3 separate regions of the Mus musculus genome follow, and all the other regions are linked to region 1. A link is a contact called in public HiChIP or PLAC-seq data. All regions are on one chromosome and are shown on one strand. The core of a region is the stretch at or near the end of the contact, and the rest is flanking DNA. Distances in the headings are between cores, read along the strand shown. Region 1 holds the start of Adamtsl5 (ADAMTS-like 5). Region 2 has its middle 14 kb from the start of Gm40716. Region 3 holds the start of Tcf3 (transcription factor 3).

What was found. HiChIP or PLAC-seq counts read pairs in DNA pulled down with a chosen protein or histone mark.
Region 2: a contact with region 1 is called in an HNF4G HiChIP or PLAC-seq map of pancreatic cancer cells. The contact joins the enhancer-like site here to the promoter of Adamtsl5 in region 1. A contact is called at or near these places in 1 of 39 promoter capture datasets (pre-B cells), 1 of 15 datasets of contacts at CTCF or cohesin (CD8 T cells), 1 of 484 Hi-C or Micro-C datasets (bone marrow-derived macrophages), 3 of 115 datasets of contacts at active chromatin or transcription factors (the 230-238 cell line, embryonic stem cells and pancreatic cancer cells) and 3 of 9 other capture datasets (adipose tissue, liver and pancreatic islet).
Region 3: an H3K4me3 HiChIP or PLAC-seq map of embryonic stem cells shows a contact between it and region 1, with 24 read pairs. The contact joins the promoter of Tcf3 here to the promoter of Adamtsl5 in region 1. A contact is called at or near these places in 2 of 39 promoter capture datasets (the SN4741 cell line and neural stem cells), 2 of 15 datasets of contacts at CTCF or cohesin (the NIH/3T3 cell line and embryonic stem cells), 6 of 484 Hi-C or Micro-C datasets (the G1E-ER4 cell line, the N1E-115 cell line, group 2 innate lymphoid cells and 3 more), 8 of 115 datasets of contacts at active chromatin or transcription factors (the 230-238 cell line, the SCID.adh cell line, embryonic stem cells and 3 more) and 3 of 9 other capture datasets (adipose tissue, liver and pancreatic islet).

What each region holds. Positions count from the first base shown.
Region 1 is chr10:80,346,562-80,351,286 of GRCm38.p6, reverse strand. Adamtsl5 (ADAMTS-like 5) reads left to right here and starts at 2,839. Exons shown (of 13, transcript NM_001285435.1): 1 at 2,839-2,931; 2 at 3,662-3,730.
Region 2 is chr10:80,459,275-80,463,999 of GRCm38.p6, reverse strand. No RefSeq gene overlaps it. Among named protein-coding and RNA genes, the nearest start is that of Gm40716, 14 kb to the left of the region's middle. Within about 2 kb of position 2,444, at least 11 of the 459 cell types and tissues checked have an H3K27ac peak or open chromatin away from gene starts, as enhancers often do. A contact at or near this core is called in pancreatic cancer cells, where this site is marked.
Region 3 is chr10:80,430,870-80,435,594 of GRCm38.p6, reverse strand. Tcf3 (transcription factor 3) reads left to right here and starts at 1,960. Exons shown (of 19, transcript NM_001164149.2): 1 at 1,960-2,275; 2 at 4,527-4,658. The coding sequence starts at 4,584.

The DNA.
Region 1 (4,725 bases), core at 1,590-4,089:
GCTCCCAAGAGGAAAGACAGGAGCCCAGAGCCTCCCAATACCTATGCATAGGATGACCACGACAGTGTGGGTTCGATTCTGCCCCAACCCCTGTGCCATGGGGCAGATGGGAGCCCCAGAGAGGTTAGAGTCTGGATAGCAGTTACCGGACCCCAGTGTCCTTGGGAGGCAGAAGGGAACATGTTGGGGATCAGGTGGCCTCAGGGATTTCAGGAGAGTTCCAAGGGCTGCACGGGGCACCACGAGGTTCTCCTGTGAACAGGCCTGACAGCCTCCGGTCCCCACTTTGGCGACCCTCACTCTGGAGTTCAGGCTGGCCTGGAACTCAGCCTGTAGCTAGTGATGACTTTGAACTTCTGATCCTCCTGACTCTACCCTCCCCCATTCTGGGGTGTCAGGTGTGTATAACCTCTGTGCTGGGAACGACACCCAGGCTCTGTCCGTGCTCGGTGATGCTTGTGCCAAACTCAAACATCCTATGCAGCTGGGGATAACCTCCAACTCCGATCCTCCTACCTCCGCTTATCCAGTGCTAGGATGACAAGTGTGTATGGCTACACCCACTTGTTAAATGTTTAAGTACCTGAGTCAAGCTGTTGGCCATTTGGTTTGCAAGCTCTGGTCTTACAGATAGCTGAGAGTCCCACTAAGCCCTGTCCCCTGCCCCAATCCCATCCTGGCAGAGGTGAATGGGTCCTAGAAGGCGCTCCGAGGGTGGTAACCCGGCTGGAAGTGGGTGTGGATCAGAGCTGTCCCCAGCAGGCTGCACTGTCCTGAGCAAACTTAGGGGAGCTCTGGAGCCCTGGTGCACCCTCTGCTGGACTGAGTCAGAACTGCAGGGAAGTGCCCCACAGTGCCTGCTGTGTGCACACCCTGCAGAGCATACCACCTTCTGTATATGCTCCTGTATGACACAGTGCCCGCTCTATGGCCTCCTTGTAGGCCTCAGCTTTTGACGGGTGCCGGCTTCACTGCGATAGTCTGCTTTAGGAAAACTGGGGAAAGAGCCATGTTCACTGGACACACTCTCTTCAGAGCGTAGTGTCTACTGTAGGCAGTGGCTGCACAGCAAAGTGCCTACTGTATGCTATCCCTGCAAGGGAGAGGGCCTATTGTACATATGCACCTATTGTATATACTGTGAGCTATATGCTCGCTCTGCCAGACACAGTGTTTCCTGCACACTTGTATCATGAAGGACGGGGCACCTAATGTATACTCCCCTTCAGTGCCTACTATGTGCACTACCTGGATAGTATATCTGTTGCATATTTTCTCCTGTAAATCTATGTCTGCTGTATATCCTCCATGCAGAGTGCATGCCTACTGTATACCAGGACAGAGTGCATGCCTACTGTATACCAGAACAGAACTCCTACTGCACGGGCCCCTCTCTCTCCCTAACACGGTCCTCATCTTTGCTTTGCTGAGGTCCCTTCCTTTCACAGCAGGACGTCAGGATTGTCTCTCATTCTCCTGCTGACCCTGGCTAGGCCACCCTTGCCTCTAGCCCCTTTAGTGGTTATATGTTCTGTAGGGGTTCTCCTCACAGCCCATGCCTGGCCTTAGCATCTTTTCTTCAACAGGATGATGGGTGTCAGAAATCGGAGTCATGGCCATGCATGGCCACCTCCCCACACTGGGCTTGGCTGCTGGGCCATAGCTGTGTGCACACAGTGACTTGCATAATAATGTCACGGAGTGGTCACACTCAGAGATGTTTCCAGCGGCTGTCCTGTGCTGAGCCCTGTCCAGAGGACCTCCCTGAGGCAGGTGTATACAGCAGACACTGTCCTCTATGTGTAGTAAATACTGCAGGCAGTCTGCTTTTCAGGGAGTGCATACAGCAGGCACCGTGCCCTGTGAGGAAAGCGGGCCAGAGGTCAGCCAGGTGGGCTTCCTAGAGGAGGCGAGTTCAGCGCCCAGGAATAGCATGGTCCACACAGCACTGATCATCGCAGTGCGGCGTCCTTCTGCCCGGCTGCCGGGAGGCTACACGAAGGCGATGGGGTCAGGGGGTCCACAAGAGGCTGGCAGAGTGCCGGGAATGGGAAACTGAGGCGGAGGGCTTGAGGCCAAAACCAGTGGAGAGAAGCAGCACTGGCGTCCAGGCCTAGAGGGCGGGACCGGGTGGAGCATTGGTGACGGCAGCGCCTGGGAATGTGGGGCAGGGAGGGTCCCTCCGCCCCCAGCGGGCGCGCGGGGCCTCGTGAGGGGATGCTTGGGACTCGAGTGAGGAGTCGGGGGGCGGGGGGGGTGGAGATGCGAACCAAGGCAGGAAGGTCTAACTGGGGAATGATGTGGACCAGCGTGGAGAGGTCTAATTGGGGGTAACAGGGACGGGGTGGGAAGTCCCAGTTGCAGGGATGATGGAGACCTGGGTTGGGGTCCCAGGGATTGTTGGGACAGAGCTAGGAGCCTGGCCTGAGTGGGTGATGGGGATGAGGAGAGGAAATCTGGCGTATCTGGCTGCGGGGTGCTACGGAGCAGGACGGGGTACTGAGAGTGAGAGGGCGCCCTGGCATGGACTATCCCACCCCAAGCCCCAGCGCTAGGCACATTCCCTGGCCCTGAGCGCGGCGCCCGGAATAGCAGTCCAGTCACCCCCGCGCACCGCCCCGCAGCTGCACTTCCCAAGGTCACTGGCACCCAGGATATCAGGACCAACGCTGGGCCGCTGAGCTGCGCTGTCAGACACAGTAGGTCAGCCCCCTGCCGCAGGTCCGGGCCCAACGCGTGCGCCCTCTCCTGCCGCACGAGGGCGCCCTTGGCCTGCGCCCTCGGTGACCCCAGCCTGGGCGCGCCTAGGAGGCCCGGGTGGGAGGGATCGACCGAGTTCGCAGTCCCGCACTTTGGGGCCCCGCCGCTTCCGCCAGTCCCCGGGGCGTCCCGGGGAAACTTGGACGTATTGCCTTGGGCTCTCAGCAGATGGTAAGTCCCTCTTCCCATCCTGCCACTATTCCACCCGGTGTGGCGGCGGGGATGAGATTGGTTTCTTTCCCTGCTCGGAGCGAAAGCAGCAATCCCTAGGATGGTGGGTGAGTTTGGGGGTCGCACTTCCTACGGGATGGGACTGAAACTCAGGAGACCGACACCCCAGTGACTGGTGCACCAATGCGGGAGAGGGATGCAGTGCTAGATGCGGTGCTCGGGAGAGGGCATTGACAGACATGGGTAGGAGCCCCCCTCACGAAGGGGGTTATGAGATGGCCTTCCCCAGCCTCCTTCTTCCTTCCTTCCCGGGACAGCCCAGTTTCTGGGCCCGCAGAAGGAAGGGTCCGGCGAGTGTCTTGAAGCAGTTCCCGTGAGTTTCCAATTTACAGCCATCTCGGTCCCAAGGTGTCCTAAAGGACATCAGATTGGCTGACAACCGGAGAGACCCTGGTTCCAGCCGGGCCGGGGTACTTTTGTCCTCCTTACCCCTTTTTCAGGTACCTGGACCCTGTGGGCTGCAGATCTTTGAGAGCCCGTGTGCCCTTCAGAGAGCCTGGCCCGGGCCCAGAAGGGACTCACTTCATCTTGGTTCCCTTCCCTCCTGGCTGGTCTTGCCAGGCTGGGATCACGAGGAGGAGGGCGTCGGCTGAGAATGACTTCATCCGGTCTCTACAGTTGGGGAAACTGAGACCTCCACTCAGCCCCACCCTGCTCTTCTTGTCCGCAGATCCTCTAGGCACCGCAGCCCGCAGCTCTGGCAGATGAGACCATGACCCACGTGTTGGCAGGAGGCCAGGTCAGCCGCCCAGCGCCTGCCACGGGGTGGGGTTGGGGGTGGGGAGGAGGTCCCTTAGGCTATGGGGTACCTGGGAGCACAGCGGTCCCCAGAGGCTGGGGGGCAGCTGGGAGGGGGACATCCATTCCACCCTGAGTTTCTGGATGAGCCTCCATTAATTATCCCTCTACAGGCTCTCAGAGACTCAGGGATGGGGTTCCGCGGGTTTTCACTGCACAGATGGGGAAACCGAGGCCTGGAGAAATGGAATGGTTGGTTCCTGGCCACCCAGGAAGGTAGATGAAAGGGGTGACTAAACTTGCAGCCACCTAAAAACTGTCCTTAAAGGATTCCTTGTGCATTATAAAAGAACACACTGGGGCTGGTGAGATGGCTCAGTGGGTAAGAGCACCCGACTGCTCTTCCAAAGGTCCTGAGTTCAAATCCCAGCAACCACATGGTGGCTCACAACCATCCGTAATGGGATCTGACTCCCTCTTCTGGAGTGTCTGAAGACAGCTACAGTGTACTTACATATAATAAATAAATAAAAATCTTTAAAAAAAAACAAAAACAAAATAAAAGAACACATTGTCTATAGGAAGAACTGATTAAGGTGGGTGTGTGGCAGTCCAGGACTAGCAACTTTGTCCCAGGAGGCTAAGGGAGGAGGATTTTTCAGAGTTTGAGCCTAGCCTGAGCTACAGATCAAGACTCCCATCTCAAAAGGAAAGCAGAAGCCTGTCCTAGAGCAAAAGCCCAGTGCCCACTGTCCAGGAGCTAGTAGGGGAGGCAGGAAGGTCACGAGTTCAAGGTTATCCTTAGCTACTCAGGAAGTTTAAGACCAACCTGGGCTACAAGACCCTATCTAAAAAAAAAATAAAAAAGAAAAAAAGAAAGCTGGGCGTGGTGATGCACGCCTTTAATCCCAGCACTCGAGAGGAAGAGGCAGGCGGATTTCTGAGTTCGAGGCCAGCCTGGTCTACAAAGTGAGTGCCAGGATAGCCAGGGCTACA
Region 2 (4,725 bases), core at 1,195-3,694, 110 kb before region 1:
GCTGATGCTGGAGCTGCCACCACCAGGGCACCCTGACTTTCCGAGAACTCTGGTGAATCTGGTGGGGACTCAGATCCCCACACTGGTAAAGCAAGCTCTTCACCCTCTGAGATTCCCTCCCCTTCAGCTTATCTGCTTTGGCTATTTTTAAGTGCAGCAAGGCAAAGCGGACTTATTCCGAGTCTGCTGGCTTTCCCTTTCCACGCTGTTAATTTTGCCTTTTATCTCTGTTAGCGCAGCCTCTGCTCTGCCTGGCTCTGTCAATCCTTTTCTCCCTGGTTTCCTGATGTTATTTACTCTTCCTGACTATTCCTGTAGCAACATCAGCACTTTAGGGGACAGATTCATGGATAGGAGTGGCCCCTGTATCTTGATATGCAGAATTCCCACTCCTGTTACTTCTAAACTATTCTGGAATTGTCCTCTGTGCCAATTCTTTTTCATACTTTATGTTAATTTTCTTTTTTTTTTTTTTCCGAGACAGGCTGGCCTCGAACTCAGAAATCCACCTGCCTCTGCCTCCCAAGTACTGGTATTAAAGGTGTGCACCACCACACCCGGCTTTATGTTAATTTCTAATTAGCAGATCTGTGTTCCTCTAAGACAGTATCTTCCTTCTGCAACCTAGTTTAGCCTGGAACCCAGAGTAATCCTCCTGCTGCAACTTCTCAAATTTTGAGATGACTCACGCATATCACTGTGTTTTGCTAACATATTTGTAAGCTGATATATCATTTTTAATCAAATAATTTCTTCTATGATATCGAGTTCTATGTGTTATATTTCAGTATGGAGCATTCCACTGCTGAGCCACAAATATTCCAGTCCTACTGATCTTAAGTGTTCTTTCCATACTGAGAAACAGTCCTTTATCAAAACTGTTACACACACACACACACACACACACACACACACACACACACTTTTTATTTCACAATAATATACTTTAAAAAAGAGTTGTGAAGACAATAGAGGGATTCTATCCATCTCCTACCTTTCTGCCCTCCACCACCGACCCATCTATCCACCTACCCACCCATCCATCTACCCATCCACCCACTCATCTATCCACCTATCCATCCATCCATCCATCCATCCATCTATCCATCCATCCATCCATCCACTTTTCCTCATATTTCTGTCTATGTCTGTGAAACAATCGACCCAGATTATTTTACCCCTGACCTCCACTGAGGATGATGGGAAGAGACCCTAGGTCCTCTGCCATGTGCTCTGGAGGCTCCAAGTGCCTGTGATAAGCAGAAATGGGCCCCGATGTGATGGCTGTCACAGAGCAGCAGAGTCTGTCACCCCACTAGTAGGAGCTCTGCTTTTTGGAACCAAGGATCCAACCTGATATTTCACTGCAAGCAAGTTCAAGCTCTATGTTGCTTTAAAACAGACATTTTCAGTCACGTGTGGAGCACACACCTGTCACCTCAGCATTTGAAGGCTGATGCAGGAAGATCTTGTATTCTAGGATAGACTGAACTACAGGGTTAGCGCTGTCTCAAAAACAAAATCTGGGCTTGGAGGGCTACAACGTGCCTGTAATTCTAGCCACTTGGGAGGTGGAGGCAGGACAGTGGCTGTGAGTTGGGGTCTAGCCTGGTTGGTTCCAGACTGCCCTATGTGACTAACCCCTTAAAAAATCAAAAATAAAAGCAAATCTATTTTTCAGATGTACTCAGGGTGGTTTGTCAGCAAGTGCCCTGGTGACTTGTGATGGGGGATGGCAAACTGGAGGCTGCGTGAGTGTATCTGAGAGGGGTGAGGGCTCAAAGGACAGACAAGGTGTCAGTCACCATGGTGAAGACCTGGGTTCCAGGCCTCATGCTGAGCACCCACCAGACAGCTCAACCTCATGGGATCCCCAGCTTCAGTGAAGCATTATGTCTTCAAAAGCAAGGAAGGGGTGGCAAGAGGGCACAGCAGGGGCTTGCAGCCAATCCTGGCCACCTGAGTTCAATCCCCAAGACTCCAAGACTGAAGGAGAGCACCAACCATGGGCAAACTACCCTTTCATCTCTCTCTCTCTCTCTCTCTCTCTCTCACACACACACACACACACACACACACACACACACACAAAACACAATAAATAAATGTAATTTTTATAGTAAAAAACTCAAAACTAGGAGCAACAGAAACACTCATGACATCACCTCTGGCTTCCATTCACATGAACATTCTCACAAAATAAAATCAAACGGAGACAGCACTTACTTGCAAGCGTGCCCCTTGGGGCTTTGACTGGACTCTCTGGCCTCATGGGTTTTGCTCAATGAGATACATTGGGGTTCAGTCCAAAGGATCCCCCTGGACACACTGTTCTATCAGCAGTTCTATAGAGCCTCACCCCTCGCTCCAGGCAGAGTCTCCTGTTAGCCCCGGTCTCTCTAGATGGCCATCTACTTCACTGTGGGTTCCTCAGACCACAGACTGGTGCAGCCAAAACCACAGAGCAGGGATTCCCGGGAAGCCAAGACCATGAGGTAACAGATGGGTCTTCATGGATGCGAACCCGGAAGAACCCCTACCACAGGGGCCTTCATTTCCCTCAGCTTCGGGGCTTCCTGCCTGCCAGGGGGGTCCCTCACCTCCTGAGCCTCAGCCCTCGGGAGGAATTTTCTAGAGATCTCAGCTTCTCCTTCAGGGTCCAAGAAGCACAAGGAAGAAGACAGACTCGGCTGGTCCCTGAGCAGTGCTGAATACCTGAAACCTCAGTATTTGGAAGGCTAATGCAGGGGAATTGCTGTGAGTTCCAAGGCCATTCTGGGCTACAGAGTGAGCCCATGCCTCTGCAAACCAAAACAACAAAAGACAGGAAAGAGGGGAAAAAATGAGCCAGAAAGATACACAGTGAAGGGGGGAGGGAGGGAGAAGCCGGGAGAACCTTCCAGAACTCTCAGAAGCCAGACACCCTGTGTGGGCAGCCTGCAGTTGATCTGGCCACAGCACATTTGCCTGACCAGCTACTGATCTGCTGTGGCCGAGGTGGAGTACCACTGGGACGGGCCACGCAGCACTGGCCTCAGGTTCTCCCCACCTGCGGATATTTCTGTCTCTGTGATCTGTGATCCTCTGGGAATTGCCACCACTCAGAGAACACAGCCCTGTCAGCATGCTGGGTTGCTCCCAGTCTCTACCCCAACCTCTCTGATCACCCAAAAGAAGCCTCAGAGACTCCACTCTGACAGGATGTAGGGATAGAGGAATGCAGCTCCCAGTGGGATATGTTTGTCCTGGGACTTGAAAGCCTGGGACTTACCCTGGGTCTGTCTAGGGCAAGCTCAGTCCTCAGAACCAGACAGAACTGGATCCCAAGCCTACCTAGCTTGCCCTGGTCAAGCTTCATGTTCAGTCATGTGAAAGGGGACAGTCCCCATGCCCTGTGCCTTGGCAGGAGGCTGCTAGTTTGGCATACACCGACTGCACTGACCCTAGTCCAGGCCTTCCCACATCTTTGTATAACAGACCCATGTCCCTGAAGAGGGTCCAAGGGTTAAAAGTGAAGGAGACCGGTGTCTCCAGGTCTAGAATGCTGAGTCAGCTTGTTTGTTGGGCCCAGCTCAGAAGAGAACCTGCTATACACCACGTGGCACGTCTGGATTATTTTGTAAATGAGATCTCTGAACTGAGTAACTACAAACCCCTTCCCCACCATTAGCACCAGGTGCAACCGTGCGCCCTGTTATCTCAGTACTCAGAGGCTGAGGCAGGGCAGTCTCAGAGATAGAGGCCAGTCTGAGCTACAGAGTTAGGTCCTGGGTCAAACAACATCAATAATATATTTTTAAAAATAAGAGGCTTGCTGGACATGGTGGTGCACACCTTTAGTCCCAGCACTTGGGAGGCAGAGGCAGGTGGATCTCTGTGAGTTCAAGGCCAGCCTGGTCTACAGAGTGAGTTCCAGGACAACCAGGACTACACAGAAAAACAGTGTCTCAAAAAAAAAAAAAAAAAAAAGCAAAGGGAGGGTGGGTGGAGGCTCAGCAGAGGTGAAGGCAGGAGGCGAAGGCTTGCCTTTCGAGCAGGAAGACCCTGATCCACACCTGGCACCAGCTGCACATGTGGTGAGTGCCTGCCATCCCAGCACTGGGAAGACAGGAGCAGAAGGATCACCACGGGCCCTGCCAGCCATCTGAGCTGAGCTCCAGGCCAGTGAGAGCCTCTGGCTCCAAAACAAGTCAGAGCAGGAGGACACATGGCGTTGGCCTCCACCCACGCACATAAAAACACGGGGACACGGGCATGAACATGTACACACATGTGCACACATGTGCGCGCGCGCACACACACACACACACACACACACACACACACACACACACAAATCAAACAGCATATTGAATGATTAAGGCTTCACCCCTGACTCAAACAGGCTGGAGCGTTAGGGAGGTGACACAGAGGGACTACAGGATGCTATCCATGCTACTGGGTGCCACTGGCCAACCTCATGATCTGTGTCCAGAGCTGGCCTGAAGTGGCCAAGGCTTCTCCACCCCCAGCCACCCCCAGGATCACAGGACTTGGCTCCTGGCCACCCCCGGGGCGCTTCTTGGCAGCTATCTGGCCAACTGTCACCTCCATCAATGCGTAAAAGCCATCAGGCCCTACTTCCCAGACCCTGGTCATAAAGAACCAACTCCCTGGGGTCCCAGCCGAAGGGGATGAGCCACATCCCTCACAGTGTCTCCTCCAGCACTGTCCCCAGTGCCCTGC
Region 3 (4,725 bases), core at 711-3,210, 85 kb before region 1:
CTATGGGTCCAGGGTTGGGCCACAGGAAAGACCTAGGTTTCAAGGACAGAGATTCAATCCGGATACCCAAGTCCTTCAACAGGATCATAGAAGGACTGACCAGGCAGAGACTTGTGGAGTGACACCCGTGTGCCCATGACTGCGCCCTCTCATTTTCCTTATAGGTAAACTGAGTCTCAGATTGTACCAAGAACCTGCCCAAAGGCTCTGAGATATGGGGGAAGCAAAAAGGACCGGAAGTAGGGACCAGTTCCAAGGATAAAGGACTGGAGCGGTAGCTGGGGTGGTAGATCGCTTAGTTAGGATATATGAAGCACTACATTTCTTCCCACCACCACATAACCAGGTGTGGTAGCTACCATCTTAGTACTAGCTGGGAGGTAGGGGATACCAACAGGAGTTCAGGGTCAACCTTGGCTACATAGGAAGTTGGAGGCCAGCCTGGGCTACATGAGACCTTTTCTCAATTCTCTACCCCTGCCAACTCCAAAAAGTCAGAACCTAGAGGTGCGATTCACACCAGGCCCTTCCTGTGTGATGCTGGGGGCATGTCCTTGATCTCTGACTGAAGGTGAGGGAGAGGGAGCAGGCAGCTACACTAGGGATCCTCTTTGCTGCCTGACCTGGACACCCACTGTGCCATGCACCTTTCTGCTGTGTTCATTGGGCTGTGAGCCCCAGTGAGCTGTGAAGACTGAGCAGAAGCTAGGCGCGAGGGACATATTGTCTCTACAACCCTCAGGGAGAGGCAGGGTCTCACTGGACAGCCTTAGCTGGCTGGCTTGCAACTTGCTTTATATAACCGGCTAGCCTCAAACTCAAACAAAGAGCTCCTCCTGCCTCCCAAGAGCTGGGATTAAAGGCATGGGCCACCACACCTGGCCTCATTATGTGTTTTTCTTTTTTAAATTTATTTTATCATATATTATATCCCAATCTCAGTTTACCCTCTCTCCTCTCAGTACCCCTCCCGCCCTCGTTGTTTCGTTGTTCTTTCTTTCTTTCTTTCTTTCTTTCTTTCTTTCTTTCTTTCTTTCTTTCTTTCGAGACAGTGATTCTTGGATAGCCTTGGCTATCCTGGAACTCACTCTGTAGACCAGGATGGCCTTGAACTCACAGAGATCTGCTTGCCTCTGTCTCCCCAGTGCTGGGATTAAAGTGCCGCCACCTCCTGGCATTTTTTATTATATGCACCACGAAACACCTATTTTCAAAAGACGGAAAAGTTGACCAATGTGGAGGTCCTTCAGCAAGAGAGAGAATGATCCATCGTTTCCTAGCCTCTCATTAAGGATCTGATATCCCATCCCGACTTTGATATACCCGCTCGAACACATAACACCCAGAGCCCATCCTAGAAACTCAAATAGAACCCACTTGACGTGGCGGCGCCGGCGGGCATAAGAACCCGAAAATAAAATCTCAAACCCCGCCCTTCCACCGCCTTCCCGTTGAGTTTCTCGCGGCCTCTTGCTCTGAGAATCCCGCCTCTGCTGTAGGGCGGGAACGCAGATGATACTTCGCAATAAATGGTTTGAGTTCTGCCAATCTAACCTCTCCACCTTCCCATTGGTTATTTGTAGCGGTCCTTATCTTTCAATCTAATGGTCCTTCCCGCTTGCGTCAAGGACGCTTCGCTCAGTGCGTGTATACCGCCGCGTAGGAAGATAGTTCCTAAGTCTTTCCCTCGGTTTGATAGAGACTATCTCTGCCGGAAGTACTTTAGTATTAGATACGGGTTGATTCTTGGTGTCATGGTAATCTTTGTGGGTGTTCTGGCAGTGACTGTTGTGAGGTGGTGTATGTTACTATCGCCTCAAGAGGTAGTGGAGGGATCTGTGTATCCGGTCGGGGCGCGGCTGCAGCGACTTAGGGGAGGTGGCTTTTGGCGACAGTGGGCGTGGTCACTTGGGGGCGTGGCTTCCGCGGGCGGCGCGGGGCGGGGTGGGGGGGCGGAACATGTCTCCCGCCGCAGGAAGATGAGGCAGCGCCGGCGGCTGCGGGCGTAGCGGGCCACCGCGGGCCACCGCCGCGCGCCGCCGCCTCTGCTACAGTCCCTTCCCGCGGGGCCTGCTCTGAGAGAAGCTCGAGAGAGACCAGGCGACGCGAACGCGAGTGGGGAGGAGGAAGGACGCGCGACCCCGAGCCCTGCGCGCTCCCGCCGCCCACGCGCGACCCTCGGGGACGCGCCCGCCACCCTTTTGTCCCCGGGGTCCCCGAGGGCGGTGGGCAGCAGGGAGCCCCGGTGCACCCGGTGCATGCCCCCGCCCAGCAGGTGAGCGCACGCGGAGGGGCCCCGGACGCGCGCGTGGGGCTCACGGGGACGCGCGCACGGTGGGGACCCCCCCCCTCTGCTTAGTGCATGAGAAAAAAAAAGTTGCCTCTGGGTCTCTCTCGGGTCCGCGGGGAGGCTAGGGCTGGGGTGAGCCCCCGGGGGAGTGTGCACGCGTCCCCCTTGCACAGGGCCCCGGGCCCGGCGGCGCATTGTTCTCTGTCTTCAACTTTGCGCGCCTGGAGAGGGGGGCGACGTGGAGGGGACGCGCGCACTTGAGAGCAAACTTTGCCCAGGCCTCTTTTGTGACGGTTCTCTGTGGACGGTCACCCAACTTCATCAGATAGGAATTCTCCAACTCGTGGGGATCTTAGGGGAGGTGTTCCCTTTCCATCTGCCCTTAGAGAGGGGGTCCTCCTGATCGGAGCTGGAGTTTGGAGGGAAGAGAGAGGGCCACCTCCTCATTCCATTAGCTAGTGGTTCCACAACTCGTGGTTATCTTAGGGGAGGTGTCCCCTTATCACCCACCTTCACCTCTTCACTTGAGGTGTCCCCTTGATCCTAGTGGAGTTTGGAAGGCTGAGGATTATATCGCACTCCACAATTTAGAGTTCCTAATTCTTGGGGATTTTGTGGGAGGTGTCCCTTTCCAACCCACCCCCACCCAGGGAAGTCTCCAAATCTCCATCCAAACTGGAATTTGGAAGGAAGAGTGAACCCAATATCTTCACCTCGTTAACTTGGGGTTCCCCAACTCCTGGAGATCTTGGAAGACCCCCCCTGCCACTTAAGGATGCCCCCCCCCCGATTTAAACTGGAGTTTGGAGGAAAGAGAGCAAGTCCTTTTGTCTGCTACAAGAAAGGGATCTCTGGGTACAGAGAAGGAGGGGAGACACAGGGACCCCGAGATGGGAACATCTGCTCTGTGTTAATGTGGGGCGCGGCACAGCTCAGGGTTTGGGACACGATGGTGGCCTCTGCGAGCCTCAGAACTTCCAACCTTCCTCCTCCCGCAGTGGCTGCTGGAATGGGGGAGGGAGGAGAAGGGGGGGGTCATCCCCAATTCTGCTTCCCTACCCCCAATCCAAGATGACCCAGGTTGTCCCATTCCTCCCCTCCCAAGAGTGTTTGTGGCACCCGCCCCCACTGGAGCAGTGTTTCACCTCTCCTGGGGTTACCCAGAAAAATCGGTTTCAAATACCCCACAAAAAAAGTGTGGTTTCGTACAACTTAGAAGAAGAAGAAAAGAGTCAGTTTCACACATCCTCCAAAAAGGATGAAAAAAAAAAAAGACAAAAAGCAGTGGGGGCGGGGTGCCCGAGGTGCCTGTTTCACACCCTGTGTGAGTTGACAAACAAAAGAGTTGGGGTTCCTGAGCTTCTGGACGTGGGTCTTCCCTCAACCCCAGAATCGCCTTCCCCAGCCTGTGGCTTCCGGATCCCTGCTGCCCTAGCTCCTTTCTGGGGAACACTGGAAAAAAAAGTTAATGGTTTAACTGCGTGCTGGCCCCTCAGTCTTTCCTGGGGTGGGTGGATTGGGCCTGGCAGGTGGAACCCCTCCCCCACTGGTGGAGCAGAGCCCCTGGGACCTGAGGGGAATCCCAGGTCTTGGGGACCTCCCCCCCCCCCCCCGGTGATGTTGGTAAAAGGATGTTTTTAAACTTGACTGGGAATAATTCCCGGATATATCCTGACAATAAGAGGCCCACTTGGTTTGAGTGTTTTGTTTTGTTTTAATTTTGTTTTGTTTTTTAGCTTTCTTGAATGAGGTTGGGTTTTGGGGGTGAGAGGGAGAAGTTGTGGGTCCCAGGGATAACACCTCTTCCACCCACTAGAGCCTTGAGGTTCACAGTTTGTTTTGCTTTGGATTTGGGGTGACCAGGGTCTTGGGTATTCTGTGACAGCTGCTGCATGGGAAGGTTCCACCAAGTTTATTTGGAGGAGGCAGAGCCTGGGCCACCCCTTTCTTCCTGGACAGGGCCCATAGACAGTCCCCCCCCCACCCCTTTAAAATGCAATTTGACACTCTGGTGGGCCTCTGGGAATTGGGAGATTTCATATGTGTACCCCTTCTCTCCATTGTTCAAGCTACTCATTTGCTCATGAGAAGGATCTACAGAGGATCCCCCCAGAACCCAGGCTCCTGCCTCTTCCTTCAGGACCCCCATTGACCCCAGGGCCTCACTTCTAATGCCCACTTGTCCACGCTCTCAGTCCCTCTGTTTCTCCCCTTCTGTCCCCTGGTGTCACCACAGGGCTGTCTCTAGATCTGGGGGACGCACCCCAGTTCCAACACCTGCTGTCCTGGGTGGATGATGAACCAGTCTCAGAGAATGGCACCCGTGGGCTCTGACAAGGAACTGAGTGACCTCCTGGACTTCAGCATGGTGAGCTAGCGCCCCCCCCCCCCCCCCGCCCCTCAGTGCCTACCCACCCCACCACTCCTGGCCTGGA